Linked DNA regions of Mus musculus: region 2 is linked to region 1. A link is a contact called in public Hi-C data. All regions are on one chromosome and are shown on one strand. The core of a region is the stretch at or near the end of the contact, and the rest is flanking DNA. Distances in the headings are between cores, read along the strand shown. Region 1 overlaps Peli2 (pellino 2). Region 2 has its middle 83 kb from the start of Gm52144.

The links. A called contact is a pair of places that touch in the nucleus more often than the background predicts.
Region 2: a contact with region 1 is called in a Hi-C map of embryonic fibroblasts, with 1.8 times the contacts expected there. The contact joins two enhancer-like sites. A contact is called at or near these places in 5 of 484 Hi-C or Micro-C datasets (embryonic fibroblasts, myeloid progenitors, natural killer cells and 2 more), 1 of 115 datasets of contacts at active chromatin or transcription factors (CD8 T cells) and 1 of 9 other capture datasets (embryonic stem cells).

The regions. Positions count from the first base shown.
Region 1 is chr14:48,210,383-48,214,938 of GRCm38.p6, forward strand. The region is part of intron 2 of Peli2 (pellino 2); the gene reads left to right. It also overlaps the pseudogene Gm6498. Among named protein-coding and RNA genes, the nearest start is that of Gm52144, 6.8 kb to the left of the region's middle. Within about 2 kb of position 2,654, at least 30 of the 459 cell types and tissues checked have an H3K27ac peak or open chromatin away from gene starts, as enhancers often do. A contact at or near this core is called in embryonic fibroblasts, where this site is marked.
Region 2 is chr14:48,286,753-48,291,308 of GRCm38.p6, forward strand. No RefSeq gene overlaps it. Among named protein-coding and RNA genes, the nearest start is that of Gm52144, 83 kb to the left of the region's middle. Within about 2 kb of position 2,044, at least 49 of the 459 cell types and tissues checked have an H3K27ac peak or open chromatin away from gene starts, as enhancers often do. A contact at or near this core is called in embryonic fibroblasts, where this site is marked.

The DNA of each region.
Region 1 (4,556 bases), core at 1,404-3,903:
CGGGCATTTTCTTTTCCTCCACCTTAATTCTTTTCACTAGTCTTGTTTCCGTAGCCCCAGTGCTTGGATGCAGGGCTTGATCTTAGGGATGGAGCGCAGTCTCAGAGCCAAGGGGTTGGTGACACGGGAGGGTTGACTGAATTGTTCCAGCGCCTGGACACCCCTCCTGAGATTCACAGAGACAGCTCTCCAGCTCGCCAATCTCTGTGGTGGTGTCCTTCCACCCACTGGTGCTGACCACTCCCCACGGCTTCTGAAGAGCTGCCTAGTGGCTGCCCCTGTGTTATTCTGCTCTCTGTGGGTTACAGATACGCAGAGAAAGGCTAAGACGGTGGGGTCAGTGCAGCCTTCATAGGAAAGAAGACTGTGGCTGATGGAGATCGATGTGGAAAGGAATCTAGAACCTATTATTCATGAGTCGGGTACTTGTCCTGACTATGTCCCTTCTTTGATACTAGAAAATATTTAGACCACTTATTAACTACTTATTAACTTTATCAAGGCGTATTCTGTACAAAGGCTTATTTAACAAGGAGCTCACTATTTAAATGAAGTGTGAGACTCACAATGTGAACACATAAAGTATAATTGAAGGCAAACATGAAGACCTGGGCTCCTCTACCCACATCGTTTCTGGGCCCCTGGTTCTCTGTATACTCCTGAGACGGTACCAGCTGCTCTGCTGTATAATTGCTGGATTGCCAAGCATCGTCCCTCTCCGTGCTGCCTGTTTTCAAGGTCTTGTCTCCAGGGTGCATGTCTTCACAGAGCCTAGCACATTGCTGGCTACTCACTGTAGAGAGAACAAGTAGATATGTATATACATGCATGGAAAGTCAGCTTGGGAGAATGAGCTTTGGGGACAGAGGTCTGACCCTAGGAGACCAGGAAAGGAAGTGGCTAGGCTAGCTGCTCCAAGCAGCAAGTGGATCAACAAAGAGGCTACCCGGGCTGGGGTAGGCGCAAGAGTATGTTAGAGCAGCAGCAGGTCTCAGAAAGGGAGTACCTTATTCAGAGATGTAGGCATCTGAGATTTCCAGCTCAGCACGGGGTGTAGACCTTGTTGCTGTAGGGCTAGCAAAGGAGGCAGAGATGAGAAGGAGCCTGTCAGGGTTCTCTAGAGTCACAGAACTAATGGGTAGTCTCTATATAGTATGGGAATTGTTAATGACTTACTGATCACAACAGTGATCAGCAGCAGCTATGAATGGAAGTCCAAGGATCTAGCAGTTGCTCAGTCCCACAAGGCAAGCAGGCAAAGAGGAGAGTGAGTGGGGCGGGCATCAGGAACTGGCGGAGTGGTTTTCAGCACTCTCCCGTGTTGGCTGTGAATTAATGAGGCATAGGAAGAGAGGACAAGGAAGGGTCGTAACCGCTACAATGTTGCTCTTTCAAGAGAGGTGACTTCATTCTGCCCTGCTCTTCTTATTCTAGAGGTAGTCAGAGTTCCCAAAAGGGCCACTGGGAAAACAGGCTGCAAGAACCTGGTGCCCCACCCCCACCCTTCCACACCCGCATATCCGCAGGTAAGACAGGACGGGAGGACCCTTGCTCCACAAGTCAGGTTTAGAGGTTAGAGACTGAGCTACTCAGCTAATCCTTGTGAAGTCTGAATCCAAATCCTAATGGTCTGAGAGTTTAAAGTATTGCTGGCCTGTGGTTCCCCCACCAGTGTAATCTCAATGCCTTAGAGATGTCAGGGAACCACCCAGCATCTAAACCAAGCTGCATCTGGCCACATCTTGCCCACCTCTTATGCTTGCCTCATGTCTATTTTATCTACCAGTGCAGCAGGATGGAGGTCTTTCTGATTTTTACGCGTGTCTGTGGTCCTTATGCATGTGTCCTAACACATGGGTCCTGACCCATCTGCTGCATTGTGCACTTAGGCCTTGCCCCTGGCCACCTCCTTGAGTGCCACTGTAGCCTCCCTTGCTGGCCACCTGGCTTACTGATTGCAGAGTCCTTTTGAACAGAGAGGTGTTCTGAGCTCTTCTGCCAGCCATAAATGACACAAAGGCATAAGAAGGGGGACTGTGCTTATGCACGTACACAATGTCCCTAAAATCCTATTTCAGGCTACATGCTTGTCCTGAGGCCTTAGTGAGTGTTAAGGCTTCCTATACTTTATTCTACCAGATGTGCTGGTATTCACATTACTCTTTGTAAGCCATAAAACATGAAGCAATTCCTAGCTGCACCCTTTAACTCTTTGAAGAAGTTGATCTGGGACAACTGTGTTACAGGGAAATGGGATTTTTGTTTGGGTACAGTTGCGTTTTCTGGGGTGCCTTTGTGATAGTTAGTGAACTCCTCAAACCTTGGAGACTAGCACTTTGAAAAGCCGTGTTTTGTTAAAATGGCATTCTACTAGCATACACCTCACAACAGAGTTCTAGTCCTTGGCGTTCGTTCGTTTTGCTTCCATACTGGTACCCGTGGGGTTCACCCCCTCCCTCCTCCCCTGTCTTTCTGCCTATTTGGTGGGATAGTTGAAGAGGTTGAGCTAGGAGTGGTTGCTGGGTTCCCTGTAAGGTTCCTTGAATGGTCTCGTGAGGGTTGGAAGCTATATTTTACCGTGTGTCTCCCAAGCATCGCATCAGTCTTCGGAGCGTGCTCTGATTCATCGCCCTGATTCATGGCCATCAGCTGTGTGAGTAACGCTGTGTAGGAGTGCGTGGACCATGACCAACCTCTCTGAAGGAGCACGGGAGGCAGTGCTGGGTCCCGAATCTCTGGCACCGTCAGATCCTTTTACCCTGGGTTATTGAAACCAGGGCCATGAGAAAGGTGCTGTTCCTGGATGATTCTGCATGGCATACATGTGTTCTGCCTGCACACCTTAGCACTGGCATGTACAGAGCCCAGGAAGCAGCGTTAGGTTGTGGGCAGCCAACTAGAAAAGGGGAGAGCATCTGTTCAACATCAGAAAGGTCAGTTGATGCCTCCACATTTTTCCCAAGTCTACCCTTCACTTAGGCCCATAGCCACATGGTTAGAGATGAACTTGGCCCCATCTGATGGGCTTTACTCCTCACCTTTCCCCTAGTTACTTTTGGCAGTGAGAAGTGGCTGGTGGCTTTATGGCAGACGCCTGTCTCCTGCAGGGTTCACGGAAACACTTGAAATGCATGCTCTTTAAAGTCAGTGCTTTTGTGGCGTGAATATAATTAAATTTTTAGGATTTACGAATTAGAACACATTTAACATGTGTCAACCTAAACATCCCGAATTTGCTTTAAAATACACACAGGCAGGTGTGAGCAAGGCCTTTCTGTAGAGAGGAACAATCTCATAGCGGATGCTGGCGAGACGAGGCTCGTTATCAGGCTTTAATCACACTCATATGATCATCTTAGAGCAGTTCTAAAGCTCTGCTGTGTAGACGCTACCGCTTGGCGCCGAGTAGTGTGAGCACGCTTGTGCACACCACGGCTCTCCCAGCTGGGCGCCTGCCTGCTCGTGGTTGTGGCTGGCACCTTGTTTGTAGGTGTGTTCCTTCAGTGTTTCTGTTTGCTCGGTTTAGCTTGAGGCCCTGTTTCTCCGAATTTATCAGTGGAGCCCACTGGGGCCAGAGTGGAGAGTGGGTTCCTCCAAAGAAGAACCCTCTTTGCATTTCCTGGAACAGAACCTACTGCTGCCCCCGACCAATGGAGACAGCTTCCAGCTAGAGTAAGTAGGTGGTTTGATTTGTCTGTTTTGAGACACAGTCTCACTGTGTAACCCTGGCTGGCCTAGATCTCCTTGTAGTCTAGAATGATCTCAGATTTGTGGACATTTGAGGGGTTTTTTTGTTTTGTTTTTGTTTGTTTGTTTGTTTTTTGTTTTTGTTTTTGCTTTTGCTTTTAAATCCCAAGATACCTCTGTCCACAAAGTTGTGTTGGGACTGACCTCAAATTTCAGTGAGATTTTGTCACAAAACGTAGGCAGATCTCTAGAAATAGAATTTGTCAGTTCTAAGGTTGCTCTAAAAATCTTCATATGATTCCTGCTAAGGCTAAAAGAATTCATAAGCGTTCACCTCTGAGGCGGGGCAGACCCTACTTCTACAGTGCACGCTGCTTATCCGGAACCTCATTCTAGTCAGACTCCTCCCATCCAACTCTTCAATCCCCTTTCCTTGCACAGCATCAAATTCTACCTCCCCATAACTCCTTTCTGCTTGTCTAATATTTGGTTCCTTGAAGCAACAGAGACGAATCTCTTTACCATGTGGCCTTTGGGGTTTTGTGCCTCTCTCGGGTCCTTCAACAGATAACAAACCTCTTTCCTTGGTTAGATTTGGTGTGTCCAGACTTGTAGAGCATCACCGTCTGAAATCCACTGGGCATCTACTTTGCCTGCCCCTCAGACACTCCATGGTCATGATTGCTTGTGATATTCCAGTTGTGACCTAACCACATGTAAGTGTAGCGATGGCCCAGTGCTTCTTTATGGCTGTGCGTTTCTGCAGCTCCGTGGTGCTGGACCTTGCAGTGGTAGTAATACAGCAGCGGTGGGTGGTAGATGAGTTCTCACCTCCCCGCTACATCACTCTCCAAACCCAGACTTTTATT
Region 2 (4,556 bases), core at 794-3,293, 76 kb after region 1:
CTTTCATCCTCTGCCCCCAAGGAAAGGTGAGATGCGCCTCCTGGCTTGCAGGAGTATAACCAGGGAATCTCGTGTCTAGTACCATCTGGGAGGTAAGGGAAAGAAGCAGAGGAGGGCACCCCCAGTCTTGGTCTTTCATAATTCCAGAGCCTATTGTTTAGCAAAAAGAAGAAAGTAAAGAGTTGGCAGAAAACAGCAGTGAGGCCAAAGGTTGCCAGAGATGAGAACAGATGGGGAGGTGACAGGCAGGCAGGACCAGAGCTAGTAAGATTTATCTCATCGTCTCCATGTCAACCATGCAACACTTTCTTCATTAGCAGGCTGGAGGATGCAAGCTAGGCCAGAGTTGAGCCTAGTTGCTGTGAAGAGTGGGTGTGGGAATAAGGAGGACAGAGGCTCGGGAGGCTGGCATTGAGCCTGGGTGTGTGGGAAGCATGGGATAGCTCAGCAAAGCTAGCATGGGCCCGAATCAGTTCATGCTACAAGTTATGATGACTCCAGAGCTCAGGCCATCACTAGACCATGAGCAGGACACGGTTTGCCAGAGCAAGAGGAGACTGGAGAGATAACCAGGTTTGAATTTCCATTCCACGTCCTGGGCCCACTTGGCCATAGGTAAATCATTTCGTACTTCAGGCCTCACATCTATAAAATGGGGAGAAGAAAAATACCTAACCTATAGGCCAATGTGAAGACGAAGACATGCTTCCTATAGAAAGGCATGTAACTGATGGTGAGTGGCTGATACCTGGTAGTTACGATGAGAGAATCTTGCACCAACCAAGCAACAGTACCGTTTGAAATGTAGGCAGAAAGCAAGCCAGAACTTAGGTGTCCTGGAACTGTTCTCTAACTCCTGGGTTTAAACATACATGTGGGATCATAAGTATTGCTGCTGACTAGAAGTCACATACAACAAGTAGCTGTTTTTCTCTCTAGTGAAAACAAGCAGAAGGGGTCAGGATTGCGCTGAGAAGTTTGCCCTCAATTATGATTGAAGGAGCAGCAGTCCAACTAGTGTCTTGGCACTGTGACCTCTGCTCTGCTTTCAAAAATGAGTGGAAAGATAACGATAAGGATAACCGTTTGCCTGGTGTTTGCCATGTTGCCACATCCCATTCTTTACTTCTGTGCATATGTTCACCTCTTTCTTTGTCGCTGTGACCAAAGACCTGATGAAACAGCTTAAAAGGAGTGAATATTTATTTCAGAGTCCCAAGGAGTTCACTCCATGGTCACTTAGCTCCACTCACAAAATGGGAGGATGCAAAGAGGAAATTGTTTTCCTTATGGTAGACAAGAAGCAGAGCGAGGAAGAGGGTGGAGGCCAGCTATATCCTCCAAGGTCACTCCCAGCATGTGTACACACATACACTCACACACACACACACACTCACTCACTCACATACATACACACTCACACACACACTCACATACCCTCACACAATCACACACACTCACAAATACACACTCACACACACATTCACATACACTCACACACACACACCAGTGACAGCTTCTTCTAGTGAGGCTCCCACCTCCCAAAACAGTGTTACCAACAGGGATCAAGGGTTCAACACACCAGCCTGCAGGAGACGTTTCATACTCAAAGCCTAACCAGTTCATATCATTCCACTTAACCTGCACAGCAAACATATCAGACTCATGGTTAGGACTTCATTTTTACAGGGTAAGCTTAGCCCAAGAGAGTCAGAGGTAAGTTCTGCCTCCAAAGCGCATGCCCATTGCCACTTCCCTGGCATGATGCGTCCTCTGTATGCTGTGGCTTTATCAAAGCCATGTGTGTGCATGTCCCTATATGTGCACATATGTGCTCATACACTGATGTGTGGGAGCTCCCAGGCTTTACCTCCAAGCTCAGCAGCTACAGAAAGGAAAGGTGGATTGCTTCATTTCTTCTGTTCTATCTCACAGAACTTACTGTTCCCTGCAGGGCACAGTTTAGGGAGCAATGCTGAGAGGGATTGAAAGAAATAAGACCTGAGTCATGAACACTTTAGTGCCGCCCCCTCTCAGGAATATTAAGTGTTCCAGAACTCTATAAATAATGCCAATGTGACTCATTTCCTAACTGGGTCATGGCCACCAGCTCTAATCCCTCCCTTCCTTTACCTCTGCTACAATGGATCAGCCATTCTATGGACTGTTATATAGCCATTAGTAGTTAGGACGGGAGAGATAGTTCAGCAGTTAAGAGTGCCTGCTGCTTTTTCAGACCAGAGTTCAGATCCCAGCACCCACAATGCCTGTAAGTCCACCTCTAAAGGATTCACTTTCCTCCTCTGGACTCCACAGGCACGAGCACACAGGTAGAAGAACGCCCTCCGCTTGGCCTCTACACAACGGCAATGGCAACTGTCTCCTGGTGTATTGATCCCCATGTCGCAGGTGGAGAAACTTGGACATACATAGGTGGAATGGTTAAGGAAGAGCCTAAGCCTTCTCTGTTAGAAAGAACAACATCAATGCCTTCAGCTCCCTGAGCAGAAGGTGACAGGTTCTGCCTGACATTATTATTTCCAAGGCTTTGCACGGTATTAGATCACTTTTGCATAATCACTCCATTCTCTTTTATGAGGCTTGAGGTTTAATTGAAGGTTCCAATAAGATATTTTATGTGTTTAATGGATTTCGGTATAATAACCAGAGACTGCAGTGAAACTCAGAAGGCCAGCTGACTTTCAATGAAGCTGTGTAGCATGGAGGTAGGGGAGTGGATTTTCAGTGAGACACCCTAAGCCTATAGTGTAGTAGACACAAAGATACATAGAGAGAATGAAGGCGTCTGAGCTTATCGGACAGTGTGGAGTGCATATGCCTAATCTAGGCTGTGATAGACAGACATTGGGCTTGTGGAGTGGCCAGTTCTCTGCTGGCAAAAGCTTTGACAGCATCTCCCACTGGTCACTCTGGGGACCCCAGGGGATACGGCCCACGCTTTTTCCTCTGCTGCTTTCTCCTGGGGTCCTTAGCCTGGATTGCTGTACCACAAACCACCACTTGCAGGTTGGCACAGTTTCCAAAGCCTGTAACAACAGCCCCTCCCTTCCTGTCTCCAAAACACTCACTCACATCTTTTTGAGTGATTGCTCAAGGAATTGTTCTGCTTGGCACTGAAAGGAAAATGAGATTAAGAAAAAGAGCAAGAAACAAGGGAATTAAACATGACAGGAAACCTTCCGTGTACAGTACAACCAAGCGATTTCCCCAGAACATTTTAGAGTCTATTGCTGGCTAGGCATTCCTTCCCTTCCCAGCCCTCTTGAGAATATTTTATAATTGCAGACAAGCACTCTCACCACAGATATGTTAAACTTAATATACTTGAGATGCCGTGTACTGCATGTCTCAAATGTTCAGTGCTTGGCCTATACAGGGCAGTGGACAATCAGTAAGTGACTTCACTCGTAACCAAGGAACCTTTGCCCTCTCTGAGGTGGAAGTGTGAAGCATAGATGGTCATGGCTCCCTATGCAGACCACACAAGCTGACTGTCCTTGGCTTCTATTAAAATATGAGGGGTTCCAATCCTCTATGCTTTTTCTGAGACATAACTCAAATGTGAATGTGTGAGATATAGCTAAGACACTCCTTATGAATCAGGATTCCTGGATTCCCACAGACTGACTCAGCCGACCTCAGGAGCCCCAGCTCTGGATTTAGCTGCAGCCACTTCTTACCCTCGAGTGACCCCGAGGATCATCACTCTTTGAGGAACTGAACTAGAGCCCTTACCTAGAGGAGCACAGGTCCTTGTGCGTCTGTATCATCCCTCCATCCCATCTCTTAGGCTGTTGCTGCTGTTCAGGGCCACATGCATTCTTTAGGGTCAAAATATGACCTTTCAGGGGAAAGATTCTACAAAGCTCTCCTTTCTTGACTAGGAACAAGCCCTGGTGTGTTCCTTCACCTATCTGCGAAGGACATCATTCTTTCCATGCATTGTTTACTTTGCTAGTGACATTGGCATTGATTGGCTTATAGTTTGGGGCTTAGGGCTCCATTTCTTGCTAATTTTTTTTCTAGTGGTCCTCACAACTGAATAGACAACATAATCATTTTCAGAGCTTGCCAAATACAATGTTCAAGCTTACTCCAGGCCTACCAGACCAGATCCCTGATGTCTATGCCAGGCGTGCAGTGACTTTACAGGGATCCAGAAGCCAACAAACACTGAGCATCATTCTGTAAGCCGAACACACCAAGCTGTGTCTAGGTCTCCTCGTGAACCGTTCCACTATGGCGCTGGTCTCCAAGCCCAGAAATCCCGCTTCATAAATTTAAGAGCTGAGTATTGTAATTTCTATCGAGGCCACAGATTACAATTATAGACTAGAGTCTACAAGTGAAGAAACACTAAATAAACTAACATCTGGGCACAAAGCCGAATGTATGCCTATGTAGTACCCACCATACCAAGCATCCAGTGCTCCTTCATACGGCTTCTTTCCCCTAACCCCAGTTAATTCTGCTTCTTTGTCTTAACATTTAATTGAAATGGAATTGTGCTGATTCTATTTCAATTGAATTACAAG